2 separate regions of the Mus musculus genome follow, and region 2 is linked to region 1. A link is a contact called in public HiChIP or PLAC-seq data. All regions are on one chromosome and are shown on one strand. Each heading gives the region's core, a stretch centred on a gene start, on an enhancer-like site or on the middle of the called end of the contact. The rest is flanking DNA. Distances are from core to core; before and after follow the strand shown.

Region 1 (2,878 bases), core at 94-2,593:
AATTTTTGTAACACCAGGGGACTGTATGTGCCTCTAGACTGTGTTAGTGACCTGTGCCGGTGTTCCCTGTGGGTTCATGTCAAGTGGCGTAAGTGTGAGCTCTCTTGTCTGGGCCAGCCACACTCGGGCTGTTTGTTTGTCCAAGTTCAATTTCTTCCCAGTAGCAGTCTTAGTAGGTTTCACTGAGCCCACAGACAAGGCTGACCTTTTCCCGCCGCTGATGACTAGTAGCCACTCGGCTCAGGTGCTCCCCGGGTAAATCCCTGTTGGTGAGGGTTCAATGGAAACCTAAGCCCTCCAAAGGTCCTGCTGGAGGTGGGGGTGGGGTGGGTCCGAGAAGGTTTACAACAGACACACACACACCTCTTGTGTTGCTGGCACTTGAAAAACCATAAACAATGACAGGCCCCCCTGCCTCTCCACCCCCGCAGCCATCCCCTGACAAAGCGGGGTGCACACAATCACGCTTACTGTTAACTACAACGGGTTCCCAACCAGTGCAGCCCCCAACCCGAGGAGCTTCGCTTCACCCGCCCAAGCGCCCAGTCCCGCAGCCCCCCCGCCTTGATGCTGAGTCGCCCACATTTCCTCGCCTTCCAGAGGTGCGAACCCCCGAGGGTCTCGTTCCTCTGCTTTGACTGTAGGCTATCCCTTCCAAATGGAAAGAAGAAAAAAAAAAAAACCCGAAAAACAAAAAACAACCCACGGCCGAACTGCTGCTTTCGGGAGTCGGTGCTGAGTCCTGATGCTAGCAGTTTCCCCAAAGAGGGCTGCGGAGCCGGCTCGAGCCTAGAGTCTCCTTGGACGTGTGCTCAGCCCACGGCCCCACACTGCGGGGCTCCCCGGTAGCGCGCGGGACCCCGACGCCGCTCACCTTCCAGCGCCCAGCAGCCGGCGGGAAGCAGCAGCGGCAGCAGCAGCGGAGCGAGCAGCGGCAGAAGCCCCGGCGGCGGGCGGGCTCCGGCCATAGCCCGGGGCGCTCGGTTGGGGGGCCGAGCCGGGCCGCGCCGGCGGGGCTGGGGACGCCCGAGGAAGAAGGCTCGCGCACAGTCCAAGAGATCCCGTCAGGGAGGGGGAGCAAAGCAGACGGGCTGCTCTGTAACCGAGGTGTCGCCCAACCCGGGACTCCGGGTAGATGCCGGCAGGTCGTTCCCGCGGGAATCTGGACGGACCGGTCCAGGAGGATCCGGGGCGCTGGGTGGCTTGATGCCCAATGACTCGGGAAGCGGAGGGCGCAGGTGGTCGCAGGTTCTCGGGGCACAGTCCACTGAGGCCGAGCTCAGATCCCGGGATCCTTGTGCGCTCGCCGTCCGGGGTAGGAGCCGGTATCTGGCTGCGCCGCTCACGTACTCACTTCTGCTGGTCCTCGCGGTGGAGCGGCCGCTCTGGGCGAGAGGGGCAGGGCTACCTGCCTGCCCGTCAACACTCAGGCCACGCCCCCAGAGGCCGGCCGCCCACTCACAGACCGCCCAGCCAGCTGGTTCTGCTGCGAGAGCACTCTGCTGGAGTTCAGTTGGCCGCTCTTCCACCGAGCCCACCCTCGGCGTCCTGGGGCTTGCAGCAGGAGGAGCCATTGAAAAGATGAATTAGACTGGGCGGAGCCACACTGTCAGTCAATCGGGTAACCCCGCCCCTCTCTCCTATTGGCGATTAGTAACCAGCTCCAGTCCTAGACGGTGATAACCAGATAGAACGAGCTGGGGGCGCCCCCCTGTGGTTAGCAGACCCATGGGATTCTGTCAAGAGGCTTTTTTTCTTCCAAGCACATCCAGACCCAGGACAGGCCTTAGCGAGTAGGGAAAGGAATGTGGGGCGTGGGAATTACCCACCCCGGCAGAGCCCGCTTCAAGGGACGCTCAAGGGTTTATTTATTCGTCTATTCGATTGTGATAATTTATTAGAAAATATTTTTTGGGCACCCACAATGTTTCAAAGTGGCTAGAGCAGAGAAGCGTTTATTATCCCGGAGCCATGTGTTAACTGGTGGAGGTGGGTTTAAAACTCACAGCGGGGCTAACAAGCATTCCTGCCGGGAAAGAACCTACCTTTTCGAAGCACAATGTTAGGTCTAAGGAAACGGGATCTAAGTGACAGTATACAAGATGGATGAGTAATAGTGTATTGAGGATGGGAGGCAGTGCTCCGGGCAGAGAACATACACTTTTGTGTTAAGACCTAGAATCGAAGAAAAAAAATGTTCAGAATAAAGTTCAGAATCGCTTGAGTGCAGAGTTAGAGCGGAGAGAGGGTGAACCGGCTGAGGAGAAGTAGATGAGGAGGGGCCCGGAGGATACGATTTTGGACTCACAATGTAGCCTTTCTCTTGAAACAGGGGGACATTACATTATCAGATTGGCATGTCTGTCCTGGGAGGATGACAGGCAGAGACAGTGGTGGAATCCTGGGGGCTAGTGAAGGGGCCATGTAGTGGAAGGGAGGGTGGTGGCTTAGACCATGACTAGAAGGAAGAGCCAACAAGTTAAGTTTGAAGTGTATTTGTGCCTAGGTGAATGAGAGAGGTGCCGGGGTCGGAAACATCAAAGAGAGCCTCTAGGTTACTGTGATGGACTTCTGCCGGTTCACTTTTAGAACATTTACAAGGTGTAATAAACACCCTGAAACAATACCTCACACTTATTCAGGGTAGGTGTTATTATAGCCTCATTTTACAGACAAAACTGAAGAAAGAAAGTAAAAGAAAATACATAGACAAACTGGCGTGTACAAAGGCTTGGCAGCTTGCCCCAAGTTACAGGAGCTGAACCCAGGACAGTGTAGTTACAGACACTCTGCTTTATTAAAGAACTAAGGAGCACCTTAGCATGTGTTCAGAACCTCAAGCTGTCCCTTCCCACCTCACATGCTAGGATTCAGAGTA
Region 2 (2,700 bases), core at 2-2,501, 70 kb before region 1:
ACCCAAGACTACCAGCCCAGAGATGGTCCCACCCACAAGGGGCCTTTCCCCCTTGATCACTAATTGAGAAAATGCCTTACAGTTGGATCTCATGGAGGCATTTCCTCAACTGAAGCTCCTTTCTCTGTGATAACTCCAGCTGTGCCAAGTTGACACAAAACTAGCCAGTACATCAACTAAAGAGAGATCTTTGTATCCAGTGCGCCTCACATGGAGCCTGACACATAGTAGGCATTCAGCAAATGTTCTCACATGGAACCTGACACACAGTAGGCATTCAGCAAATGTCCTCCCATGGAGCCTGACACACAGGAGGCACTCAGCAAATGTCCTCACATGGAGCCTGACACACAGTAGGCATTCAGCAAATGCCCTCACATGGAGCCTGACATACAGTAGGCATTCAGCAAATGTCCTCACATGGAGCCTGACACACAGGAGGCACTCAGTGAATGTCCACTGTCTGGGATATAGAATCCAGACACAGATGCTTCCAACTGGAGAAGCACTCTCTTCTTGAACCTTCACCACTTTGAAACTTTGCCTCCTTTCAAAGGCCTGATAGTAGTGGCACAGGTGTATGAAGAACACTGGCTGTGAAGCACTAGGTTCAAGGTTTCTGTCTGTTTGGGTTTTGTTTTAATTGCTTATGGAGCTGGAGAGGTGGTTCCTCCTTGAAGGGTACTGACGGCTCATGGCTTCCAACTGTATGTAACTCCAGTTCAGGAGATCTTATGTCCCCTTGGTCACCAGACATGAACATGGTGTACAGACATACATGCAAGCAAAACATTCATACTCCTAAACTAAAAACAAATAAATCTTTTAGATGCTCTGATTGTATCTCTACAGTGGTGCAGTCTGTGCTTTTGTGACACTCATCAGCTGTCCTGGTGTCCCATCACCGGACAGAATCTACACACGCAGCCATCTGGACTTTTAAGGGGTTGGTTGATCGATTTCTATCATTTTTGAGACAGGGTCTCAAGCCCAGGCTGGCCTGGGGCTCTGCTTCAGGAGCTCTGCTGCTGGAGTCATCAGGACAATGTGTGCCACAGCTCAAATTCCAGCTTTGCCTTTTAGCCGTGCGACTTTGGGAGAGTCACTTTAGTGGATGGCTTTCAGCTTTCTCTTTTGTTATAAGGAATGGAGATGCTAACTTAGGCCCTTGTGAGGATGGATTGAGAGAGTAAACAGAGCAAGGGCAGGCAGGTGCTGGACACATGGCAGGTGTCCACAGCTTGTTTAGTGTGCAAATGACAGAATAGGAGCTGGCTGGGGGAGCGTTGCAATTAGGAGAGGCAGGGGGCAGGCAGGGGCTGTGTGCCTGGCTGCTGCGGGGCCCTCCTGGTCATAGTAACTGCTGTCAGCAAATGTTTCCCAGACAGGAATCCCCTTCAGGGCTCCCTTCCCCACCCTACTGCATTTGTTGACTCAAAACCTTCCCACTGCCAATTTAGCCTGCAGTAAGGAAGGGGGTGGGGGTGGGGAGAGGAGAGAGGTGTGGGAGGGGGTGGAACACCACAGAAAGGGGTCTTTGTCTGAGTGTTGTGTGGCATTTCAGACTCAGGAGTGTGTGTGTGTGTGTGTGTGTGTGTGTGTGTGTGTTTTAATCTCCTAAACAGTTGAGTGGGCCAGGCATGAAGTAAGGGGCACCTAGGCCACACAGCAGGACCTTCTAATGGGCTCTCTGTGTTGGGAGATATGACAATGAGCTGGGTTAGTGAGCTTAGCTTTTAGATCTATATTCTATAGGACCTCTGTCCTTGTAGAGGGCAGGGCCACCAATGCTCCTCTCTCCGCCGAGGCTAGAGTTTCCTATTAGGAAGCTCTTCTGCAGCCAATAGCCACTGGGCTTCAAAAGTGTGGGTCTCCCTCTGTGTGTTCTACCTTCAGGTCCCTGTCCTAGGCCTCCTGGTGGCTACTGTGGCTACCCTTGGGGCAACCCTGGATCCTGCAGGGTTAAGCTTTTGAGGGAGGCACCCATTTTACTCATTTAAGGCTGAAGTTCTGAAGGACATCTGTCTTGATAAAGCAATGATCTTTCTGCTTATCCCAGATTTCTCAAGTCACATCTGGGAGAGTTCTTGTTTTTCTAAAAGAATACTTAGTTATATAGGTACCCCCCCAACAGTTTCATGTAGGCCTCCCCCCACTCCTCGACAGTATCATTTAGGTGCCCCCAACAGTTTCAGTTTCACATGGGCCAGGCTGCCCTAGAACCCTTACATAGATGAAAATGACATTGAACTCCTGATTTTCTGGCCTCTACCTCTTGAGTACTGAGGTTATAGGTGCCTACCTGGCCTGGCAAGCATTCGTTTTTCTTAAAGGTACTTATGTAGAACTCTCTTTCAACATAATTTGACACTATCAGAAAAGATAGGGGAATACCACAGACATGAAGAAACACATCAACAGCAGACCTTGTAGCCTCCTTCCTACAAATGGAGCCTAGTGCCAGGCACAATAATGCCTGCTCACCATTTGACTTTGTCGTGCTTTTCTGAGGTAGGGTCTCAAGATGAATGGCCTGAAGCTGCCCATCCTTCTGCCTCCACTGTGGATGTCCTAGGAGCACAGGCACGTGCCACCATACCTGGTGTATGCAGTGTTGGGGGTCAAAATCAGGGCCTTGTGAGTGTGAGGTAAATACCCTCCCAGCTGTCAGTATGCCAGATTAAGGGTCCTATCAGGCAA

The links. HiChIP or PLAC-seq counts read pairs in DNA pulled down with a chosen protein or histone mark.
Region 2: an H3K4me3 HiChIP or PLAC-seq map of embryonic limb bud shows a contact between it and region 1, with 3 times the contacts expected there. The contact joins the enhancer-like site here to the promoter of Ephb3 in region 1. A contact is called at or near these places in 1 of 39 promoter capture datasets (embryonic stem cells), 13 of 484 Hi-C or Micro-C datasets (8-cell embryo, cerebral cortex, embryonic heart and 10 more), 18 of 115 datasets of contacts at active chromatin or transcription factors (the NIH/3T3 cell line, craniofacial prominence, embryonic hindbrain and 9 more) and 2 of 9 other capture datasets (adipose tissue and pancreatic islet).

What each region holds. Positions count from the first base shown.
Region 1 is chr16:21,203,260-21,206,137 of GRCm38.p6, reverse strand. Ephb3 (Eph receptor B3) reads right to left here and starts at 1,343. Exons shown (of 16, transcript NM_010143.1): 1 at 875-1,343. The coding sequence starts at 968.
Region 2 is chr16:21,272,987-21,275,686 of GRCm38.p6, reverse strand. The region is part of intron 3 of Gm16863 (predicted gene, 16863); the gene reads left to right. Among named protein-coding and RNA genes, the nearest start is that of Mir7680, 18 kb to the right of the region's middle. Within about 2 kb of position 1,251, at least 43 of the 459 cell types and tissues checked have an H3K27ac peak or open chromatin away from gene starts, as enhancers often do. A contact at or near this core is called in cerebral cortex, craniofacial prominence, embryonic limb bud and 2 more, where this site is marked.